2 separate regions of the Phocoena phocoena genome follow, and region 1 is linked to region 2. The links are chromatin contacts, called in public Hi-C maps. All regions are on one chromosome and are shown on one strand. The core of a region is the stretch at or near the end of the contact, and the rest is flanking DNA. Distances in the headings are between cores, read along the strand shown.

Region 1 (6,937 bases), core at 4,078-6,577, 130 kb before region 2:
GGCAGCGCTGGAATGCAGCTTGGGCGAGGAGGCGCTGGCGGTCGGCTTGACCGAGAAATGCACATCACTGATGCGGAGGGCCTCCGCCTGGGCCCGCGCCTGTGGGACAGAGGGAGGCAGTGGCTGAGGGTTCGCCGCCCGCTGACCTCCTCTGGACACCCCTGCACCAGCCACCCACAAGTATGGTCTCAAGTAACCACCCTGAGAGCACTTAAGAAATCAGTGATGCTCGTGACCTTGCCTTAGCGATAAAAGGAAAACAGGTTCAGACGGTGATACAAAGTGTGGAAGGTTGGAGAGCGTCAGACCCTCATCCAGGCCCAACTCCAAGACTAACTTTCCAAGTTTGGCCGTGGGTCTGTGGGACAGACAGACGGGTCGGTGGCTGCCCTTGCTGACAGAGGAGTGTCAATAGCCAGGACACTGCACGGAAAGAAGCCCCTGATCAACGCCCCCCCCGCCCCCAGCCGGGAGGATCCCAGCCCAGTGCTCCTCCATGGACTAATTTTTGGTGGCAGAAAGGCGAGGGCGACCCCTCCCACCTTCACCCCATACCCCAGCCCTCCGGACCTATTAGCAGATGCCCTGAGCTCCTTTTCTGCCTCTGAACAGGAGGCACCTCCAGCTCATCATCAGCTCTGGGACAGACCTTGGCCCCTCCTCCTCACTCCCAGCACCCCCCCGCCGCCACCACTTCCCCTCCTGGGTCTGATTCATCTGACTGCCCAGGGTCTGGCTCAGGGCCTGGGTCTGAGCAAATTGGTGCCAACAGACTCCGAAGCCAGCACCTAAAGCCTGGTTGGCATCCACCCCAGGTAGACATGGGTTTGGTGGGCATGGACTAAGAGGTGGGATCAGCCACTTCATATTCTGTGCCAAGATGGCCTGGGGACAGGATGGCTGAGCAGAAGTCTGTGGGGAGCAAGGGATACTGTCCCAGGCTCCTGGGCCCAGCTGTACACACTCCCAGGGGTGAAATCTATAAAGCCCCGCCAGGGCCCTGCAGCAGCTCACCTTCTGTCTCATGGAAGATGCGAGGGTGTGTGTGTGGGGTGTGTGTGTGTGTGTGTGTGTGTGTGTGTGTGTGTGGCAGGGCCCTCAGAGACTCCAGGTCTAGGGCAAGAGACTCACAAGGTTATGTAAGCCATCCTCCATGACCAGTCCTTCCTTCACTGAGAAAGTACCGATGAGTTACGTGCCAGCTGCTTAGGGCTACGACTGTGACCACACACGGCTTCTACCCCTAGGGGGCTGTGCTCCACGCAGGAGACAAGTGACAGGCAATTAGGGTGCAGGGTGATTCAATACAACAGAGAAGTACAGGGTCCAGAGGAGCACAGATTAGGTCCCAGTTGTGGAGAATGAAGCCTAAGTAGTAAAACCCTGGTCCTTCCTGAGCTGACTGTGCCCCAGGTAGCCTGCTGAAGGGGCCCTGCTGAGACAAATGGTGGAGGCAGAGAGAGCCCAGCGATGAGAGGATGGAGTGGCCAAGGGACTGAAAGCAACGGCTGGACAGAGTGTAGAGATGGAGGACCAGTCTGTGTTCTATACAGATACCCTGGTTCCTGGTGGGAAGAGGGACCATTAGGTGGTGACTGCCTCCAGCCAGGTGAGCTAGGGGTGGCTGAGAGGAAGAACACATTCCCATCGTCAGTCTTTGAGCTCCCCAAGAGTGGGATCTGTGGTTTAGGGTCTCTCCACCTCCCATCCCCACAGTGCTGGATGCTTGACCAGTACCTGGGAGGTAGCCTGTACACCTCTCAGACAAGACTAGACTGTATTTGACCACAACCCCCAGAAGAGGTGTTTGTGGACTTACATGCTGAATCAGCGAGGATGTCATTTAGAATGTAGGAGAGGCACACTTTACTGCCACATGGTCCTCCCAGCCCTGCTGGGGGTTTCCTGGGGTGGCTTAGTTAACCATCCCTCCAGCCACTAGGTGGCAGCACACGTGGGCCCGATCTACCCTGTGCCAGGGCTGCCAGCTCCTCCTGCCCCGAGCCAGTGGAGCCAGGGACTGGTTCCCTCACACCCCTTCCCAGACAAAGGCAGGGGAAAGCCAGCCTTCCCTTGGTATGGCAACAAGGGCTTTTTGCAGGTTCGTCCCCCATGGAGTTTAGGGGATTCCCCACTCTGATCCCCAGGGGTTGGTGGTTATTCTCTCTGCATGCTGTCTGAGCGGAACCTCTGTAAGTATGGTTCTGCCGGAGTCCAGCAGTGATGCATGGCCCCTGGGGACTGGCAAAGAGCGCAGGCAAGGCAAACACCAGATCCAGGATGAAACCCCGGCTTAGTGGGCCTCCTCTGACCACAGTGTATGTTACCTGGTTAGCACAATGCCTGGCACACAGCAAGCACTCGAAGAATACTAGACTATCCAAGGGGCGGGGCAGGTGCTTATGAGCAGTCATCTTTTCTAATGTATGGTTTCCAGCCTTTCTACAAAACTATTTCTTACTTTATAATGTCTAAACATTATTAGTATTTTTTAAAACGGGCTGGTTCACCCTTCCTCCTCCTCTCTTCTCCCCAGGTTGAGAATTCTTTGAAGGTGGGACCTGGGTCTGCCTGTGGATTAAAACTGGTACCACAGCCCAAGGCATTTATTGCACTCTGACTGTGTGACAGGCATGGCTCTGAGGGGTTGGCATGTACTATACATAGATAACGTGGAAGGTTAAAGACCTGGACTCTACCACTCACTCTCTGTGACCACGGGCACGTTATTTAACCTCTCTGGCCTCAGTTTTTCTATCTACAAAATGGGGATAATGCAACCTACCTCAGGGGCTCCTGTTCTCTTCAGAATAGTTCCCTGCGGAAAGTGAGTGCTATCTGAGTGTAATATGTTTACTATACACACTTGGCCTCTTGGTGACCCACAGAGCAATGGGTTCAGACCAAGCTGATCTCCATCACCCCTTGCAAATATCTCTCTCTCTCATGCTATCTGTTTTTAAGGTCCAGATCAAGGTTCTCTCATCTGCCTCAGCATCCCCTGCCCCACCAACTCTACAGCCTTCATAGTTTCCTTTTTGTGTGTGTATGTGTGTGTGTCCACCTTGCTCCCTTAACCTGACGTGCACTCTCTGAGGGACAGGGTTAAGAAAAGGAGACATGATGAAGCCAGGAAGCTGGGTGGCGGGAGCTCAGGTAAATCCCCTCCCCTCCCTGGGCCTTGATCTTCTCATCTGCAAAATAGGGATAATATTCCCTACTTCATGGGATTGTTGAGAGATTTAAAGGAGATAATCCATGTGGGGGTCAGCACTGTGTTAGGCCCATAGCCAGCTCAGGAGATACAGCTATTAAAAAAGAAAAGCATTTTGTGAATCAATGCTCATGGTCATTACTCACTTCCCCGCTAGAGGGCACTCCAGCTGCACTGAGACGCTGTCACACAGCCCACTGGCCCTCCAGCTGCTCTGCCCCATCCCTCCGAAGAAGCGTCAAGAGTTAAGGTTACTCCATAGATCCCCTAAGATGTGTGTAATTTGGCGACAAGGGTCACAGAAATATGTAATTCTGGAAACCATTATTTCTTTCACTTCTGCACAGTTCTTTTGGGGGGTGGGGAGCTGGAGAGCCCCCCCAAATTGGGCTTTGAGCCTTTAGGACAAATTGGAGATTCTGAGTTCTGCATTGTGCACAGCCTCTTTTCTGCAGAGTCCTGCCTGCCCTTCCCGTGCCAACTGCCACAAAGTCACAGGCTGTCGGGGTGGGAAGGGGCCCTGAGACAACCTTAGCACTAGTGGGGGGGGGGACTATGGTTGCCCACGGAGGCCCTCCTGCAGCCTTGCCTGCCACCTTGGGTCATCTCACCTTCCCTTCCCAGACTCTGTTCTTTCTCACTAAAAAAAATAAAATAAACACCAAAAAACCTCTAAGATGGCTTCCTCTGGAGCTAGGTCGCCCTCCCTTGCCGAGGCTAACGTGCCCTGCTTTTACTCTCCCACTCTCCATCCTCGTTAGAGCCTCCAGAGACAGCCAGAAGTGGGCAAAACTGAGAACCAGTGGCCCAGCCTGGGTGATAAAACTCAAAGTGAAGTGATTTAAGGTCAAATTCAAGTTAGATCCCTCTGTCAGGAGGGGAGGCATACAGAACAAATCCTGAGTGAGGGAAGCTGCGGGCAGGGAGGCAGGTGCCCCCCACCCAAAGCCTCTCCCTGTTCCCCACGATGAGGGAGACCAAATTCACCCTCCCCCGGGTTCTAATTCCAGGCAGAGCCCTACCAGCTCAAGGCTGGGGGAGATGAGGGCTCTCACGTGCAGAAGCCACCCCTCCCTGCCACCCCCTCAGATGGGCACCCCACCTGCCTCACCCATCCCCTTCCTGTTGGCCTCCCCAGACCCTGGTTTTGTCAGCGAGGATTATCCTTCCCCCTTGTCCCCATTCCCAGGCCCCTCTTGCTGAAGCTGGAGCTGGCCAGGGCCTGCTGCCAGGGGCTCTTCGGGGGCTCACAACCACCCCTTGCCCAGCTGGGGCCCCTCTGGAAAGACCCGCCCGCCTGGGCGGCCGCGGATCTGTCCCTCCCCTGCAGGCCCCGTGTTGCGCCCGGGCTGGGGGCCCGAGAGGGGCCTGCTGGGGCTGGGCCAGGTTACCTTCAGGAGGAAAGTTTTGGGTTTGGGTCCCCTCTTCTTGGGCCCATACAGCTCACGCTCCCTCTCCCTGCGGCCGAGAAACGCCAGAGGTTAAAAAGAGCCCCTTCCTGGGCCCCACTCCGCGCTGCCCTCCCCGGCTCTCCCGCTTCCCCGCGCGGCGCCCCAACCGAGCCTCAGCCCCGCCGCCCCTGCCAGCTTCCCAAACTCACTTCTGCTCGAAGGCTGCAATGAGCCGCGAGTCCAGGATGTTCTCCTCCGGCTCCCAAGTGCTGTACCTGCCGAGTTACGCATGCACAAAATAAAAAAGAAAACGAGGGAGCCAGAGACACATGCCAGGGAGCAAATGTGCGCACCCTCCAAGGGAAAAAAAAAGGCCCCGGTGTGCGCTGCCTCCCTTCCCCCCTCACCCCTGGATCCCGTGACACTCACTTGATGGCCCACCCCTTCCATTTCACCAGGTACTCGATGCGTCCCTGAAAAACAGAGAAGGAAAAAAGGGGGGAGTGGGGGTGGGGAAGATGCGGGGACGCGAGGAGGCGGCTGCGCGGGGGTGGGCGAGAAAGCCCGGGTTAGCGGGACCGCTTCGCCCCGATGGCCCGCGGATCTGGGGACCGGCTGCGGGGCTAGGCGTCCCGCCCTGGGAGGCGGCTAACCTTTCGGATCCGCCGTTTGATGATGGATTCGGCCGCGAAGACCCGCTCGCCCACTGCAGACAGCTCCATCTTGCTCAGCGGCACCCACAGCCCATAATACTCCCTGCTCCCGCGGCCGGTGCTGCACCGCTCGCGCACGCGCCACAGCGCCCAGGCTCGGCGGGCGGGAGCGCGGCGGGGCGCGCGCTCGCGTTCCAGCTGCGGGCCATCACGTGACCCTCTGGGCTGGCGCGCCGTTGCCAGGACCTTCTCCTCCCCCGGGGCGGTTGCTAGGGAAAGTGAGCGCACGCGGGGCGGGGGCGCGCGCTGGTTCTTAAAGGGGCCTAGCCTGGTTGGGGGAAGCGGGCCCGGAGGCCGGGAGGGAGATGCTTGGCCTGCGCGAAGCCGGGCTGGGGGCGGTGCAATCTTACAAACACTTTCTCATTCCCCTCTGCATCTTCTCGGCCCCCGCGAGCTGACAACTTCTCCCTCTGAATCCTGCCTTGCAAGTCTCTCCCGGCCCCGGGCGGGGAAGGGCAGTGGAGTCTCTGCAGCCGCTGCTCATCCTTCCAGCAGAAGTTTGCAAACAGTTAAATATGATACAGCAGAAATGCATTTGCTGTTGCCTGGCCAGGCCCTGCGGGAATTTCTTTAAAACATTGCCCCCCACCCCACCCCTTATCCATTATTTATGTATTCGTGGGAGTGTGGTTTTGTAACCAGTTCAGATGAATTAAAACAAAAACGCCACCGCAGGAAAGGGTGGGGGAGGCAGTGAATGGGGCCGAGGAAGGCCGGGGTGATCCTTTGCATCTGTTTTTCTGCCGGGGTCTTGGGCGGCACCTGCCCTCGCCCGGGAGGTCGGGTGAAGACGCAGCGAGGAAGATGTGGCCGTGGGGAGGTTCGGAAGAGAGAGGCCGCGGGGTGACAACGAACTCCCCACATACCAGATTGGGCCCGAAGCGGGTCATCCTTGGGTCATTCGGCAGAAGCCGCCCTCGCGGTCACGTCTGTATGTTTTCTAATTCCCAGGCCCCGTGCCGCGTCACCCTCCTGCCCCCTACAGTTCCTCTAATGGTTCCGCCATTGCTCACGGGGAGACCAGAGCCCAGCTTCCTATTTGGGGAGGGGCTGGGAGACCTAGGCTGTCTTGGAAGGGACGCAAAGTAGCCCTGCCACACAAAACGCTCCATTTCTTTTATTTTGTATTATTTAAACTTTATTTTTTTTTAAATCACACCAACAGTCCTGTACTTTGTAAATTTTTTTAAAAGTAGGAAAAAAAGCAACCGTCTGTAATCTCCATCAAACCGTTAACCTCTTCACGGATTTTCTTGCAGCCTCTGTCCTATGCCTATATAAACACACACATATATGCACATATATACACTGTATATAGATGATATAGATATATTTAAATTCTTTCTTTTTAGCAAAATGGGATCATATCACACTAGCTGGAATCCATTTGTCTCTCTTTATGAGATAAAGTGGACCGCTTTTGGTGTCACTAAGTACAGATTTCCCCAACATTTTAGTGGCTGTGGTGGGGTTGCGACGGAGGTGGAGAGAAACGGGAATGTGGTAAGGCTCGGGGGTGTCTCTTGCGCTCATTATTTATTTATTTATTGGAAAGGAGGAATTTTACATGTCTGTGGTGCAACACCAATTCTTGTGGTTTCAAGTCAAAATTTCTGCTT
Region 2 (7,569 bases), core at 1,235-3,734:
TTACCCTGGGAAGAAAGAGAGAAGAAGTAGACACAGTGAGATACACAGATGCCCCTACGACCACTTGCACGACAGTAAGGCCCAATCCCCTCTGCGGACAGAAGTCCCCCAACACATACACACTGTCAGGGACGCTCCCCACAAGATCCCCATCAACCAGAGATCCTCAAACTGACCTCCCCAGACGGTCCTCCCTACTAGAACACAGGAGTGCACTGGGCCCCAAACACCTCTGGGGTTCCTGTGGCAGAAGCTTGGAGCCCATGTCACGTGTGGGGAAACAGACCGTGTGGGGATGTGCGTGGCCAAAGATCCAGTGTCCCGGTGCTAACACCATAATTCTCTTTCCTTTTTCGATTAGAAGACTCTCCAAGTCCTAGAATACTCCTCCCTGGCATGTCCCACATGGCTCTAGCCCCATCAGCCCCCTCCCTGTGAGAGGCTGCCTCTGGGCCAGAGGTGACAGGCTAGTGACTCCAAGACTCAACTCACTCTCAAGTCAAAAGAACCTGGCAGGACCCCGGAGAAGGCTGACAAAGTCTCCACCTTGAGAAAGGGTGATCGCCCCTCCAGTAGTTAGAAAACAGAGGCAGATTCCTCCCTTCCTCAAAGGTGACAGGGGCCTTTAAAAGTTCCCAGTCCAACTCCATCTGATGGGTGATACCCCTCCACACTGGAACTTGAAGACCAAGATATGTCACCTCCTCAAAGAGGCCTGCCCTGGCCACCCTTCCCAACACCCTCCCTCCCGTCTTCCAGTAGTTCTCTTTCTGTGTGGCACACGGCCCCCTTGGAAAGCATCTATATTTATTTCCTCTTTCACTGTGTGTCTCCGCTGCCAAAATGGCAGCTCCACGAGGGAAGGAGCTCCCTCCCCGGGGCTTAGAATGGTGCCTGGTGCACAGAGATACTCAATAAATATATTTTGAATGAATGGCGAAAGGAATGATGCTTCGCACTCTCTGGCACTACCCCTCAGGCCCCATGTAGAAGGGAGTAATTACTGTACCTGCTGAGGCTACACTGCATGGAAAACATGGGGCTTTGAGGAACAAATTCAAATCGAGGAAACCCTGAGGGAAGGGAGGAGGAGGGGCAGCCCCAACTTGAAGACAGAGCTCAACCCCATTGGAGTTGGGGAAGAAAAGGTCATGGCCCACCTTGACTGTCACCCTTAGATGTCACCCAAGATGCTGGGACTGAGTTTTCTCTCTTGAAAGATGAGCTGGCAAACAGCCAACTGGAGCTCCTGCTCTACACCCATCTCTAACTTGCTGTGTGACCTTGACCAGGTCACTTCCCCAGCCAGGGCCTCAGTTTGTGCCTTCGTCAAATGGGAGGAGGTGAACTCTAAGACCCCTCCCAGCCCTGCCGCTAGAGCCTCCCATGGGGCTGCAGGGAGGAGATAAGGGAAAAGGATAGTGGTGAGTGCCGGGACAGGAACTTTCCCCAAAGCCTTCCATCTCCAACCTCCAGTCTGGGGCCAGACCACTTTGCAGACGTGTGCACAGGAAATGTGCACGGCCAAAGTCCAGGCCCGAGGCGCGGGGACAGAACCTAGCAGAACAGACGCCTCCTTAAATTGCAGGGTGTATGTTTTGGAGGCGAAGGCAAAGGGGGAGGAGCTTTGAGGATGCCCCAGCGCCGTAGGCGGCTCCACTGAGCCGGCCGGGCGGGGCTGGGAGGTGGGGAGGGGAAGACAGAGGGGTGTGCACTGGAAGTGGGGGAGAGACATGGAGGTGGGGATGTGGAGGGGATCGAAGTCCAGCAGTTAAACTTAAGAGGCGGGAGGACGCTTTTCCAAAGCTCCGCCTCCAACTTCAAAGGACTTGGCACCAAGAGTCCAGAGTCCTGAGTTCGAGACCCAGCTCCGACGCGAACACACTAGGCAAGCCGTTTCTTCAACTCGGGCCTCAGTCTCCCCATATTTAGAATGAGGGGAGGATGAGAAAGGATGGCGTTCAGGATCCCTACAGTCCGATCCTAACCTCTAGCTCTGGCGGACTCAGCTGCCCCCAGCATCCTGGGGCGACAACTTTTATTCTACTCTTTCTACAAGGTGGCGGGGGAAACTGAGGCACGGGCTGGGTATACGAGTCCGGCAGCGCGGGGCTGCCTGCCCACCCCCCACCCCCGCTCCACTTTCTCCCTCGCCTCCAGCGCGGAGGGGACAGTGCTGGGGACAGGAGGGGACTCCATAGGGGTCCTGGGAGCCGCCCCCGGGCAGCCTCACCTTCCGCACGCGCTTCTTCCGGATGCTCTCTACGGCGAACACCTGCTCGCCGATGGCTGACAGCTCCATGCGGGGCGGCGGGCGAGCGGGCCCGGGGCCGGGCCGGGCCGGGCCGGGGGCGGAGCTGCGGGGCCGCGGCTGCGGCGCGCGATGCTCGGGCCGGCGGGGTCCCAGTCACCCTCGCCCGGGCGCGCACGCGCACGCGCACGCGCGCACACCCCCTTGCGCTCCCTCACGCCGCCGACGTTCCATTTTTGAACCTGCGCAACGTTTTCCTCGGCGCGCGCGAGCCGGCGAGCGAGCGCGCGGGGCGGGGGCGGAGCGGGGGCTCGGCTCTTGCCGGGCAGGTCACGCCCCTCCTTAATAGGCTCCGCCCCCTCTTGGTCCCGCCCCCTCTGGAGCTCCGCCCCGCCTGGGCCGTCAGTAGCGCGCGGCTCTCGGGATCCGCTAGCACGCGGGACTTATTTGGCGCCGGCGCCGGTCGGGTGGGACGAGATCTTAATACACAGACGCGTTTCCTAAAGTCCTCCCGGTGACTCTGAGGGGCCGGAAACGGCATGGCCCCGGTTGGGCAGATGAGAACATGGGCAGAGCGGGGAGGCCATTTGCCTCACCTCCCACAAAGGATAGAGGGGTCGCGGCGCGGACCCTTGGGCGGCAGGAGGGCGGGGACGGCCAAGGTTTCCCAAGCTGTCTCAGTACAGTGGTCTCTCTAGATCCGGGCTCCGGAGCGACGTGGTTTGCCAGCCCTGAGCAGGCGCCTCCACGTATATCCTTCCGTCCGTCCGTCTGTAGCCGGTCGTGCTGAGACGCCCGAATCGCGCGGCCGCTGCCTCGAGGGCCCCGGCTAGGCAGTACTTGGCGGCAGGTGTGGCCGTGGCAGATCTAAGGTGCACAGCGGGACAGATTTCGCTGCCACGCAGCCCCAAGTCCCCAGTCACACGCGCTAGGCGCTCTGCATGTAGTAGGTGTTCGACTGTTTGTGGGATGAATGGATCTTGAGGTCCGGGACCATCTCATTTTCCCCGTTCACTCCAACCTCGTTCTGTCTTCTCTGCCGCGCCACCACTCATCCTCACTAGGAGGAACCCGAGTCATCCGTGCCCCTCCGGCTCCCACCGCCTGCCTGCGTGGACCCCAAGTCCTGCCTCTCTGACTTCCTCCCCTCTACACCCCTTGTCCTTTCTCTTGATCGCAGCAACAACCTTCTCACTGCCATCCCCTCTGAGACTGTGTCCACAGTGCCAGAGCCCGCTTTCTAAAATGCACATCTAACTGGGTCACCCTAGTGCTTAAAAACCTTCCACAGGTTCCTGTTCCCCTGTACGCCTCTGTCGGGCGTACAGGTGAAAAAAAAAAAAAAAAAGATAGATAGATTTACACTGACTTTTCATCAGGAGCAACGGAAGCCAGCCCGAAGGCAGTAGAATGATACATCCAAAGCCCTGAGAGAAATTTAGTGAAATTTTATTTCGAGATTTATGTACCCAGTGAAAATGTCTTTCCAGAACGAGGGGAAATAACACTTACAAATACAAAAACTAAGACTTTGACGCTAGCAGACCGTCCCTAAAGGAAATTCCAACGGAAGGACTAAAGGCAGGAGGCAGATGATCACAGACAGAGGTCTGATGCAATAGGGAATAAAGAACAATGAAGAACATTGATAATATAAAACAATAACAATGTCTTCTGGATAAAAATAGAATTAAAATACACAACAACAATGGCACAGAACTTGGGTGAGTGGATTAAAGTGTTCCAAGATCCTTCTATTCCTCAGGAGGAAAACGAAAACGGATATCAAATATACTTGGACTTTGATGAGTTAAGACTGCACGTTGCTATTACCAGGGTAAACAAAAAGAATGAAAATGCAATAATATTTAGCCAGATTATTAGAGGGGGGAAATAGAATGAGAACATCAATCCAATCAATCCTAAAGCAAGCAAGAATGGAGAGAAAAAGAAATACAAGACAGGTGGGACAAATAAATGACAGTTATAAATTCAAATGTACTATAATTCAATAAATGCAAGTGGACTAAATGTTGTAGTTAAAACAAGAAGATTATCAGACTGGATAAAAATCCACCTACATGCAATTTACAAGAGACATCCACAAGAGACACTTCCAAAACATGAGGATACTGAAAGGGTGAAAGTAAATGTACGGTAAAAAAAAAATATGTATCATTCAAAGGCTAACGAAAAGAAGGCTGGGGCAGGTATTTTAGTATCAGAAAAAAACATCACTAGAGATAAAGAAGGTTACTTCAAAATGAAAATGGTCCAACTGACCAGAAAGATAGAACAATTTCAAATTTGTATGTGAATACCATAGTCTTAAAATATAAGAAACATGAAGAAGAGAACTACACAGAGAAATAGACAAATCCACAATTATAAGGGGAGATTTAAAAACGCATCCCTCTGTAATTGGCAGAATAAGCAGAAATATATTCAATAAGGATAATAATAAGAAACTTGACTAGTGGACTTTTACAGAACACCATGGCTACATCTGCAGAATAGTCTCCTTTTCAAGGCATATGAAATATTTGCAAAAACAGTGAAACTCGAGAAATTTCTAAAGTCTGAAATCATATAGAGTACATTCTCTGACCATAGCACAAATAAGCCAGAGATTAATAACAAAAAGATAACTTCAAAAGCCCCATATGTTTGGAAGTTAAGAAGTGTGTTTCTAAATAAGAGATGGATCAAAAAAGAACTCATGATGGAAATAAGAAAATATTTTAACTGAATGAGAATGGAAATATTACATATTAAAAATTATAGGATACAGCTAAAGCACGACTTAAAGGGGAGTTTATGGCCTTCAATGCTTGTGTTAGAAAAGAGCAAAGGCTGAAAGTAATAAGTAAGCTCCCATCTCAAGAAGCTAGAAAAAGAACAGTACACCAAAGAAAACAAAAGGAAGGACAGAGTAAAGTTAAGAGCAGAAAATAATGAAAAGGATCAGCAAAAGCAGACATTATTTCTCTGAAAACACTAGTTGTATTGACAACCCTCTGGTGAAATTGATCAAGAAAGAAGAGAGAAGGCACAATTAATCAATAACCAGAATGAAAAGCTAAAGAGTATGCGGACACCGAAGAAAAGAAAAGATAAAGATAATTGTGAATAACTTGATTACAATAGCTTTCAAATTTTAATTCCTAGAAAAATATAATTTACCAGCATTAATTCAAGAGGAAACCTGAATGATCACCATCCCTGGTCATAGTACCACAGGATTTAACAACCAGGCACTGGGCATTCATAACAGGTGCCAACCCTAACACTGAACAGAGCCCAAGAGCCCCCTGGCTATGCAGGGATTCACTCTCTGATCTATTTGTCAGCAGATCTATTTGTTAGAAGGTCTGGGGAATCTGGGGCAGCCTTGGAGGGGTTGTTGCACTTAGGGGGTTGGGAGTGGTGGTACGTACCAACTGGTATGAAACGATTTCAGCACTTTAGCAGTCTGACGTTCCGTGGCACCAGTGAACATCAGACCTCTGCACAACCGTTAAAGGAGTTGAACCAATCATCAGTAATGTTCCCACAAAGAAAATTCCGGCTTCACTGAAAATGGGTCTTCATCTATGAAATATTTAAAGAAGAAAAAATTTCAGTCCTGCCCCAACTTTTCCACATTGTAGAAAAAGAGGGAATTCTTCCCAATTCTTTTTATGACAAGGATATTACAAAAAAGGAAAATCATAGGCCAATGTCACTCATGAGTACAAATACATAAATCCTAAACAAAACATTAGCAAACCAAATCAGGCAGTATATAAAAATGATAATGCTTTATGACAAAATCAGATCTCATCCAGAAATGCAAGATTGGCTTAACATTTGAAAGTCGGTCGATATGAAGATGGTAATTAGATTTACTGTGGGGATCATCTTGCAGTGTATACAAATATCAAATCATTATGTTGTTCCCCTGAAAATAATATAATGTTATATGTTAGTTATATCTCAATTTAAAAATCTTGGGGAAAATGCTACCACTCATTAGCAATAAACACTGCAAAGCAAAAGAAAAAAAAAAAACAACGTAATTCACCACATTAAAAGTTAAAGGAGAGGGACTTCCCTGCTGGCGCAGTGGTGGAGAGTCTGCCTGCCGATGCAGGGACACGGGTTCGTGCCCCGGTCCGGGAAGATCCCACATGCTGCGGGAAGATCCCACATGCTGCGGAGCGGCTGGGCCTGTGAGCCATGGCCGCTGAGCCTGAGCGTCCGGAGCCCGTGCTCCGCAACGGGAGAGGCCACAACAGTGAGAGGCCCGCGTACCGCAAAAAAAAAAAACAGTTAAAGGAGAGAGACATATTGTTATCACAAAAGATACCAGGAAAGTCAATATCTGTTTATGTTTTAAAACTTGTAGCAAATTAGGAATACAAGGGAATGTCTTTATCCTGGTAAAAGTATCTACGAAAATCCTACAGCAAATATCCTAATTAATGGTGAAATGTTGACAGCATTCCTATTGAGATCAGTAACAAGGCAAGGATGGTTGCAATCCCCATTTTCATTAAACAGTGCACACAATATTCTAGACCTGTGTTATCCAATATGGTAGCCACTAGCTACCTGTGACTACTGAGATTTTGAAATATGACTAGTCTGAACCTAGATGTAAGAGTCAAATTACATACATGTTGGATTTTAAATACTTAGTACAAAAAAAACCCCACACCATAAAATGTCTCATTAATAATTGTATATTTATTACATACTGAAGCAATAGTATTTTGATACATTGGGTTATACGAACCGTATTAGAAAAATTCACTTCATCTGCTTCTTTTAATTTTTAATGTGGCTATTAATTTAAAATATACCTGTGGTCTGCATTTAAGACTTACATTAGATTTTACTGAACAATGCTGACCTAGACAGTAACAAAATGAAACAAAGGGAAAAGGATTAGAAATAAATAAAACTGTCATTTTCCAATTTTGTGTAGAAAAATCCCAAAATTCTTCAAAATATTTATTAGAATTAATAAGAGAAGTTAGCAAAATTGTTGGATTAAAAAAGTCAATATGCAAAAATCTTTTGTGTTCCTCTATGCTAGCAGTAAATAATTAGAAAATGAAGTAATATAAGCTACCCCTTAAGTATAATAAAAATATGTAAAGTACCTAAGAGTAAATCTACTGATTTATACATCTAGGTCCTTGTGGAATAAAATCATAAGATTTTATTGTGAGACATTAAAGACTATCTAAAAATGGAGAGTTAAGCCATGTTCATAGGTTGAAAGACCCAGTCCTGGAACCATGCGATTCTCCCCAAACTGGTCTATAGAGTCA

Evidence for each region. A called contact is a pair of places that touch in the nucleus more often than the background predicts.
Region 1: a Hi-C map of lung shows a contact between it and region 2, with 9 times the contacts expected there. The contact joins the promoter of CBX6 here to the promoter of CBX7 in region 2. A contact is called at or near these places in 2 of 2 Hi-C or Micro-C datasets (kidney and lung).

The regions. Positions count from the first base shown.
Region 1 is chr11:9,527,815-9,534,751 of mPhoPho1.1, reverse strand. CBX6 (chromobox 6) reads right to left here and starts at 5,327. Exons shown (of 5, transcript XM_065887557.1): 1 at 5,259-5,327; 2 at 5,035-5,078; 3 at 4,815-4,880; 4 at 4,606-4,672; 5 at 1-45. The coding sequence starts at 5,327.
Region 2 is chr11:9,390,399-9,397,967 of mPhoPho1.1, reverse strand. It overlaps CBX7 (chromobox 7), which reads right to left and starts at 2,484. Exons shown (of 6, transcript XM_065887709.1): 1 at 2,234-2,484; 2 at 1-5. The coding sequence starts at 2,302.